Regions from separate parts of the Zea mays genome. Here region 2 is linked to region 1. Evidence: chromatin contacts called from public Hi-C data. All regions are on one chromosome and are shown on one strand. The core of a region is the stretch at or near the end of the contact, and the rest is flanking DNA. Distances in the headings are between cores, read along the strand shown. Region 1 holds the start of LOC100282004 (NADH ubiquinone oxidoreductase B22-like subunit). Region 2 holds the start of LOC103626451.

Evidence for each region. Hi-C and Micro-C count contacts between places; a contact is called where the count stands out from the background.
Region 2: a Hi-C map of tassel shows a contact between it and region 1, with 6 times the contacts expected there. The contact joins the promoter of LOC103626451 here to the promoter of LOC100282004 in region 1. A contact is called at or near these places in 7 of 25 Hi-C or Micro-C datasets (bundle sheath, ear, leaf and 2 more).

Annotation. Positions count from the first base shown.
Region 1 is chr5:62,647,154-62,651,466 of Zm-B73-REFERENCE-NAM-5.0, reverse strand. It overlaps LOC100282004 (NADH ubiquinone oxidoreductase B22-like subunit), which reads left to right and starts at 2,175. Exons shown (of 5, transcript NM_001154918.2): 1 at 2,175-2,391; 2 at 2,470-2,511; 3 at 2,619-2,700; 4 at 3,091-3,146; 5 at 3,852-4,269. The coding sequence starts at 2,266. The coding sequence ends at 3,890.
Region 2 is chr5:62,863,765-62,868,077 of Zm-B73-REFERENCE-NAM-5.0, reverse strand. LOC103626451 reads left to right here and starts at 2,219. Exons shown (of 1, transcript XM_008646861.3): 1 at 2,219-3,937. The coding sequence starts at 3,049. The coding sequence ends at 3,723. LOC103626452 (serine/threonine-protein kinase NLK-like) reads left to right here and starts at 1,133. Exons shown (of 1, transcript NM_001150702.2): 1 at 1,133-2,040. The coding sequence starts at 1,258. The coding sequence ends at 1,821. It overlaps LOC100283830, which reads right to left. Exons shown (of 5, transcript NM_001370558.1): 5 at 4,100-4,313. The coding sequence ends at 4,276.

The DNA of each region.
Region 1 (4,313 bases), core at 926-3,425:
TGCTGTTTTTTCCGTCCATCAGTGGGAATATATACACACACAGGGCCGTATCTGACGGGGTGCGGTCGCATCGGGTCCAAAAAACAGAGAACCCCTAACTACTAGCCGCTACCATTTTTTTTGTTAAACTTATTTATTCTAGACACAAATACGCAAAGATCGATGCGCTATCGACAAGTCTCGTTTAGATTGTTAAAGTAATGCCTCAATTACTTATCGAATACTCCACCCGTTTTAAAATAGTATTTGTTTTAGCTCTTGATTTTTATGTTTATATTCAACTATATGATGATGAATCCACTAAAAAACAAAACGAATTCTATTTTGATACAATAAGAGTATTATTTAATATACACATGATGGTGCATGGGTGGAGAGAAGCTTTTTAAAATTGAAATGTTTTTTGAACTATTTGTGATCAACAATAACTCAAGATAGGTTAAATGACTTGCCGAATCTACATATCGAAAAAGTTATTGGATGAGATTGATCTCAGTGATATAAGCGATGACTTTGTATCACAAAATATTAGAAGATAGTTTTAATAATATCAGATAATAAGTAAGTGTTTTTGGCTATATTTTACACTTGTTATCTTATAAACTTCAAAACAGTGTATAATATTTTTTATGCGTCAAATATTCGACAATATATATATATATATATAATTATATATATTTGTGTGTGGAGGTGACCTTTATATCGGATTTCGTATTAGGTCCCTGAAAAGTCAGGAACTATATATATATATATTCAAAGCTCCTAGTATCTCTTCTAGTTAAAAGCAGCTAGGCTTTGAAGCGTTCTCCGCGTTTCTCGCATGCGCGGGTGACGGTATCGTGACACGTCTCGCAGTCCTCCACACGTCACAGTCCTCCTCCCTAGGTCATTGGAAAACTATCCGGAGAAACCAACGCACAAATCGACCGTGTGGGCCACCGTCTGTCTCTTGTCCAATCCACTCCATTTTTCTATCCCACATGACCGTGCTTCACGGACATACAGATTTCGTTTCGTGCTGATGCGTGCCCTCGACCCCTCGCCCATCCCTACCTCTTCGAATAGGCTTGTACCCATCACATTTTTCTCCTCCACGCACCGAGCAGGCGAGCACCCACCAGAGTACCAGACTATTCGTCCTCCGCTATTACCGCCATCTTCGTTTGTGCGCAGTCGCTGCCGATATCGCTAGCCCCAACCGCCCCGTGTCATCGCTGGCAGAGCCCCCTTCTCACCTCCGATCGCACGCCGACCTGGTCCGCTCACCACGCCACCGTGTTCCTCCCTGCCATGCCGCCTCCGACATCCCGGCCTTGCTTGTGCTCCTACTAGCCTCACCGCCTGCGACGAGCCTCTCTGCTTGCTGCTAGGGCCTCGCTGATGTGGATCTGCCCAGCTGCCATCACCATCTAAAAACTGTTCTCTAAACTAGTATAATAAATTCAGAGAGAGTTCCTACTCAACCGTAGCTAGCAGTGCGCCTTCCATCTTATTGCCCATCACACATATTTCAAAGAAGTGCGCTGCATGTGCCATTGACTACAACTACAAGCTGCGAAATCTGAACTGCTTGTAATCCTCACAATACCCAATCTTCACAACACCAAAGCCAAGCTCAGGGTCGGACGAGTCAAGCTAGTTCGATATCCAGCCCTAGTTAATAACTACGAGCTGTGAAATTTGAACTTGCTATCTTCACAGCACCAAAGCCAGAGCACTGTAGCATGTTGAAGTAGCAAGCTGGCTGGCTGTGGGAACACCACCACCACAGTCACACTCACACACACACACCAAAAAAAAAGGAGCATTTTGATGGCGCAGGGTCAGCTTGACTAATAGAGGTGAAACGTTGGACTTTAATACCCCGGCTTAATTTCTCGCCTAATCGCTACCGATATTCCATCACAGTTGGTTATACAATCTTTTTCTTTCGTCATACTCCACACGCGCTACACGGACTATATATAAAATTTTTTTTATTAAAAAGCACGTTGAAATAGTCCGAAAAAAAGAAAAGAGAAAAGATGTGTGTGCACACCACCGCAGAGAGGGGGAAGAAAGACGAGTGTATAAAGTGGACCGGGAAGAAAACGGGAAGCAAAATGGGCCGGCCCTAGCGCGCTAGAAGCCCAAACAGCCCATAGACAGCTGAGAGGCCGTGACCCCGCGTCCGAATCCGACCCCCAACCTCCCAACCCGACTACTACTGCAGCGAGAGGAAAGAGAAAAAGGAAAGGAAAGGACAAAGGAGCGGCGGCGAGGTCTATGGCGTCGACGGCGGGGTACCTGGCGCGGCGGGCGGCGCAGAAGGAGCGGGTGCGCCTGCTCTACCGCAGGGCGCTCAAGGACACGCTCAACTGGGCCGTCCACCGCCACCTCTTCTACCAGGACGTCAGTTCCTCCCCCTCCGCCTCCCTCTCGATCTTGATCTGGATCTCGATCTGACCTCGTGCTCCCTCTCCCGCGCAGGCGTCGGATCTCCGGGACAAGTTCGAGGCCAACCGACACGTGGTAAGGCCTCCTCCTGCCGATCCCTTTCCGCAGACCTCGCCTCCCACGTTTTGCTTCTGTCTGGTGCTCTATATGATGTTGGGTTTCGCGTGGGGTTGGTGGTGCAGGATAACCTGGACGTGGTCGATAGGCTCATTGACGATGCGGAGGCTCAGTACAGGAACTTCCAGCACCCCGATCCCTACATTGGTAAGCTTTTTTCTTGTTCTCCTTATCCTTTCTGACCAGTGAAATGTTTCGCATCAAATCATGTCGAATGGCAGCAACGCTTTTGTTTGGATAGACCATTGCATATGGATTAAATTTACTTTATAGTGAACCTTTCAGAGTTATTGCAGAAGTTTATAGATTTATACCTGCTAGGGGTATTAGTTTGTTCAGCCCTAGTAACACCGATGGTTATAATCCTATTTGATGAGATGAGATGCAAGTGAAAAGTTATTTGTAGTTGATTGTCGTCAAAGTTTTAATCTTATATAGAATGATTGTGCTAGTGTGTATGAACTACCAAATGTGCGAGGCAAGTCTCTGCTGGAACCCTAAAGCCTAATCTTTATATGCCTCTTCTTATCTCTGCAGTTCCATGGGCACCAGGCGGCACTAAATTCACAAGAAACCCCCCTCCACCTCAAGGGGTAAGACCACAGCTTACACCACTCTTTATGCGATGTAATATATTTGTGTTATGCTAATTTGATTCACTACAATGCCACAATCCTTACCGTTCATAATATTTTGCTTCTCTGTCTCCTGTGATCGCTTAAAAAAGTACACTGTTCCTAGTTTAAGCTAACTTAGTTTGAACGCAAGGGATGTAGCAGTACTTAAGGTTTCATCTGTAATTTCTCAATGGATGAGCGAGCTAGAGTTTTTATTTAAGGCCCCTTTGGAATGCGGGTTTTTTTAGTTGCAGTGCTTTGGCCAAAATTATAAATTCATCGCAGGAACTTTTACCAATTCTTACGCAAATGTAGTTGCTTTTACAGTTATTTCATAACCGAGTATCCTCTACTTGGACGTGATGGGGTGAACCATGCCAAACATCTCTGCTGCCATAGTATCATATTATTGGCTTAAAGTTTACAAAATGACTTCATCTTCTATGGCCACATTACCCTACCCCGTCCCCCCTCCCACACACACTGATTTGCTCGCCAAGTTCGTTTTTCATAGCACCGTTTCCTCTATTTGGATGCTACAGAGTATCTTATAGAGTTAACAAAACAACCTTGTTTTTTATGGCGGCATTATCTTGTTTAGCTTTGCTGAACTATCTTCAGGTACATGTAGCAAGATTCTGTACACCAAAATGTTGTACTAATGGCAATTGTGCCTTGTAGATCGAGATCATCTACAATTATGGCAAGGAGGACCAGTAAACAAGAGTCCTGCAAGCGGGGGGCAGAACTTCCACAGTTCCAAATCACTTCCTGTTTAATCGAGTTGTTGTACGAGAAATAAGAATGGAAATTACTGGACTCCATCCATGCTTCTCATTTGCTTGTTCTGATAATCATGTGCTCTTCATCTAGTGCATATTGAAGTCATGTTTCCTGTCATAAAATGGAACTGTACTATCTTTGTCGTGCAGTTTAAACTGACCGCCGGCATCTCAGTTTTTTTCTTTGGTTTTTCTGCGTTTTCACGTTTTTCTAGAGAAAGTATATAGATTCATGACATAAGATTTATGTTTTTAGATTTACTATGAAAAATACTTTCATAATATATGATTCATAATATATAATTCATATGCTGTGGAACTATAAGGACCTGTTTAGAAGTATTCTCATAATTTCTAAACA
Region 2 (4,313 bases), core at 970-3,469, 220 kb before region 1:
ATGGACAATGTTGCATACATGAAAAATCGAATCTGGCAGAACATTATTGCTGGTGCAAGCACGGGAATAAATTGGAGGCTTTGGAGCCAGTGGGGGTGGGTAAAGATCAAGCCCTCAAGCTTATAAACAACATGTACGGTAGCCAAAGAACTAAGGCAGTAAGGTGCCTGAGGATGATGATCACTCTGGCACTGGTGTTAGCACTACAGAAGTCCTAGTCCTAGAAACGACAAGAGTCATTTTTATGTTCATCATGTTATGTTATGTCCAGTTTTTTTTTCCTGTAGCTGTCGTGTTTTTTCCCCATCTTGCACAAATAGCACAGATCAACCAAGATTCAATAAGGGTTTACATAGGGGCTTATATGCCGATTTTGCACCCCTAAAATGCAGGTCCAGGTCTGCAGTGCGAAGGATAAGATCGTGTGGGGATCATAAACGATGTGGTTAGCTGTTAGAAGTGTTCAGCGAGGACAAAGATCGTTAGAGGAAGGTCGAAGAACCTGGCCTATGTTTTTGTAGGTTTATGTCTTAGGGAGGCCGCACTTTTGAATTTGAAGAAACGAGAGACGATATCATTGTTCGTATTTCGTATGGCGCGCAGGCGCGGCTACCAGTCTTCGAGCATAGCGTTGCTGTTGATGCATCGTACTCTTGATCTGTGATTAGTTTGTTCCATGACGTTACTGCTTAGGAATTTGCTTTGTTCATCGCTACGTCTTTCCAGTGATTTGTTTGTAGATTTGGTAAAGGAAAAATAGTGCCAAGGGTGTGTTGACGGCAGCGTTACTCCCGCTTGCTCATACATGTCTGCTCATTTGCTCACGGCCGGTATTTGGACATGGATAATTTCAAGGTCAAAAGTGCCATTGGTGCGGTAGGCTAATTAGGTTGAATAGATAGATAGATTCGTCTTGGTCTGTATCTCTGGAAGGACGCAGGCCCAGCCCACAGCTTTCCGTTCCAGCCTGCAACGGCCCACAGCTGAGAAGGAGGAGGCGGCGCCCACGGCCCATCAGAGGCGTCCACGTCCCCGGTTCGGTCCAGCCCAGTCCAGTCCGCCTGCTGCACCGGCGGCGGCGTGTCCGCCTCCTCCACCACGTCGTCCCCATCCTCCAGTTCCTCCTCTCCTCCTCCCGTGCGCGTGCGGCCGTGCCGCCGTCGGGACCCACATCCCGTGGCGTGGCGTGGGGAGCCACCCGCAAGCAGAATAAAACGTGTGGCTGTCCCTCGTCTCCCCCAACTCCAGCACAGCACAATGGACGCCGCCGTCTCCCTCTCCCTGCCCCTGCACCACCACGCCCACGGCCCGCTCCCGCTCCCGCACCCGGCGCCCCACCACCTCCACTGCGCTGTCCCGCTCAGGCACCACGCCACCTCCGCGTCCGCCGTAACCGCGCCGCCGCCCAAGCCTGACGTTCAGGCTCCTCCAGCGGCGCGCCTGAGCCCCGCCCTCGCCGCGCCATCGCCACCCCGCTCGTCCCCGGCCGCCGCGCGCTCCTCCAGCCGCGCCGCCACGGGATACGCGGCAGCGCTGGCCGACGCGTGCGTCCGCGCGGGCACGCTGCGCCGCGCCGCGCGCCACGCGCGCGCGCTCCTCCACCTTCTCCTCCGGCTAGAGCGGCCCCTGGAAGAGGGCGCCGCCGCGGTCGAGGCTGCCGTGACGGTCGCGGGGCAGCAGCTGGACGCGCGGGTGGCCGCGCTCGTCAGGATGCTCGTCGCTAAGGGCAGGGCCGGGGTGCTCGCCGAGGCCCTGGCCGAGTTCGCCGCCATCTGCGACCACCTGCTGTCGACGCGCCCGCGCGCGCGCCACGCCTACTAGCTAGGCATGCTGCTTAATCGAGTACAGTGCCCAACAAACAGCACGCCTTTTCGACACGAAACACTTCATCCACCAGCGTAGCGTTTGTACTCGTGCATGGCCTTCGTTCGCCATGGATGCATGGTCTGTACTCTTCTACAAGCAAATTCTGCTACATGGCGCTTAGCCAACGTTGTGTACTTGTGTTGCCATTGGTTATCAGTACAACGCTACGGAGCCCATAAATCTTCAATAAAACCTCCTTTAAAATTTTATATGTACACAATATAATGTAGAAAGGACTTCTCTACAGTAGTTTAGTTCGGTCTCTATTAAAGTTTTTTTTTTGCTCCGTCCCTGTACTACTATGGAGATTTAGTTGGTTGTCAGCACATCTGAACATCATCACATTGTTCTTGTTCAGCAGCAGTTAGCCAGCATCAGCAGAAACTGCTGAAGCTCTAATTGGTTCGTTTGCCGAAGCAGTTCGATGACCATGCTTGCTGCCCCCGGAGACGGAGAGTTTCTAAATGAGGTCGGATCAAACGGCCTGCAACCAACAAAGATTCTGAATCCTGCAATGACGTAGCTTAGCCGCGTTTATTGTGCGTGCACACTGAGAGTACTGACAACCTCATCATGCTGATGAGTCGTTTTATTGAGAGTAAAATGCATAAGCGGTTTTTGTCACATCAGAGTCAATTAGGTTCCAATGTTGTGTCATTTAGTTTCGCGAACTTTTATTAGTGTGCTCAACGTGGTATGTCACGTCGGCGTATGATCTGAGAAAACTCGGTTTTAAACGGTTTCGCACGAACCGACCAAATTACAGAAACCGTTTTTCTGATTTTAAGTTTGGGGATATAAGTGACGCAGCGTGTCAAGTTTGAGGACCGCTTCGTGTATTTTAATCTTTTATTAATTTAGTTGGACAGGATAGCAACAGGAAAAATCGAGTAGCAGTTGAGGATTGCGCATTAAAGTCGATTTGTTCTTAAGGCCCACTTGCAAACCTAACCGCTGATAATGCCATGATGTATATATATGATTAGGTTAAGGATTGCGTAAGACATGATCTCTGCATGTCGCTGCCTGGCTGCGTCTCGTCAGATATATGCTTGCGTTTGTATGACTAGACACTAGAGTGAGAGCTAACAGGGGCGAGAGAGACGGCCGGCCGGCCGGCCGGAGAAGGAAGCCATTCGCTGCAGCTGCAAGCAGGATAGTCAGGAGTAGCGTGCAACGGAGATGGAGGAGGACTACGTGTTCAAGATCGTGGTGGTCGGCGACTCGGCGGTGGGTAAGACGCAGCTGCTGGGGCGCTTCACCCGCGACGAGTTCTTCCTGGACTCCAAGTCGACCATCGGCATCGAGTTCCAGACGCGCACCGTCGACATCGCGCGCCACCGCGTCAAGGCCCAGATCTGGGACACCGCCGGCCAGGAGCGCTACCGCGCGGTCACCAGCGCCTACTACCGCGGCGCGCTCGGCGCCATGCTCGTCTACGACGTCACCAGCCGCCGCACCTTCGACCACGCCACGCGCTGGGTCGCCGAGCTGCGCGCCCACGCCGACAAGTCCATCGTCGTCATGCTCGTCGGCAACAAGGCCGACCTGGCGCGCGACGCCGGCCGCCGCGCGGTGGACGCGGACGAGGCCGCCGCCTTCGCGGAGGAGCAGGGGCTCTTCTTCTCGGAGGCGTCTGCCCTCAGCGGCGACAACGTCGAGCGTGCCTTCCTCACGCTGCTCCGGGAGATCCACGCCATCGTGTCCAGGAAGACGCTGGATGCGGCGGCGGAAACCGGCGGCACCACCGACGTCCTGGCTCTCAAGGGCACCAAGCTGTCGCTTGCTGATGAGATATCCATCATGGAGACGAGCGCCTTGAGAACAGCAAGCGGCGGCAGCTGCTCGTGCACGTGATGGTGGTGCATGCATATACGATTATACATGCATATACAGCTCATGGAATTCTAATCCGGAAATATATGTTCAAACAGTGTGCTGTGCTCCGAGAGAAATTTTCATAACGGAGATAAAATATATAAAAAAGGATATGCAGTGCATGTATGTAAATAATAACCAGACAACAAAAAAAACCGAAGCACGTTTGGGAACCTTTCTGCATTATACTGTATGTTGTAATTCGCCACCCTAGAGTAGTCAAACCGAAGATAAAATACAGAGGCAACCAAGACCGACTGTTGACCAGACAACTATAGAGTTCTCAGTTTTACGGCCCTCAGGGGGCACGTATTTTGAAATGATCAACTTAAACACGAGGGCACGCTTGCCACTTCACCAGCTGCAGTTTGCTTCAAAAAAAACCGGTGGAGGTTCCAAACGCAAAACGAATTAATACATATATAAATATGTTTAACCTCTGCAAACTGCATAAGGAAACCTAACGGTATCGACGTAATGCCTGCATTTACTCCGCTGCAGATTTTCACGAGATCTAGCAAAAGGATTAGGTTAAGGTGAAGAAGGCTCTTGCGGTTCCGACTCACTGT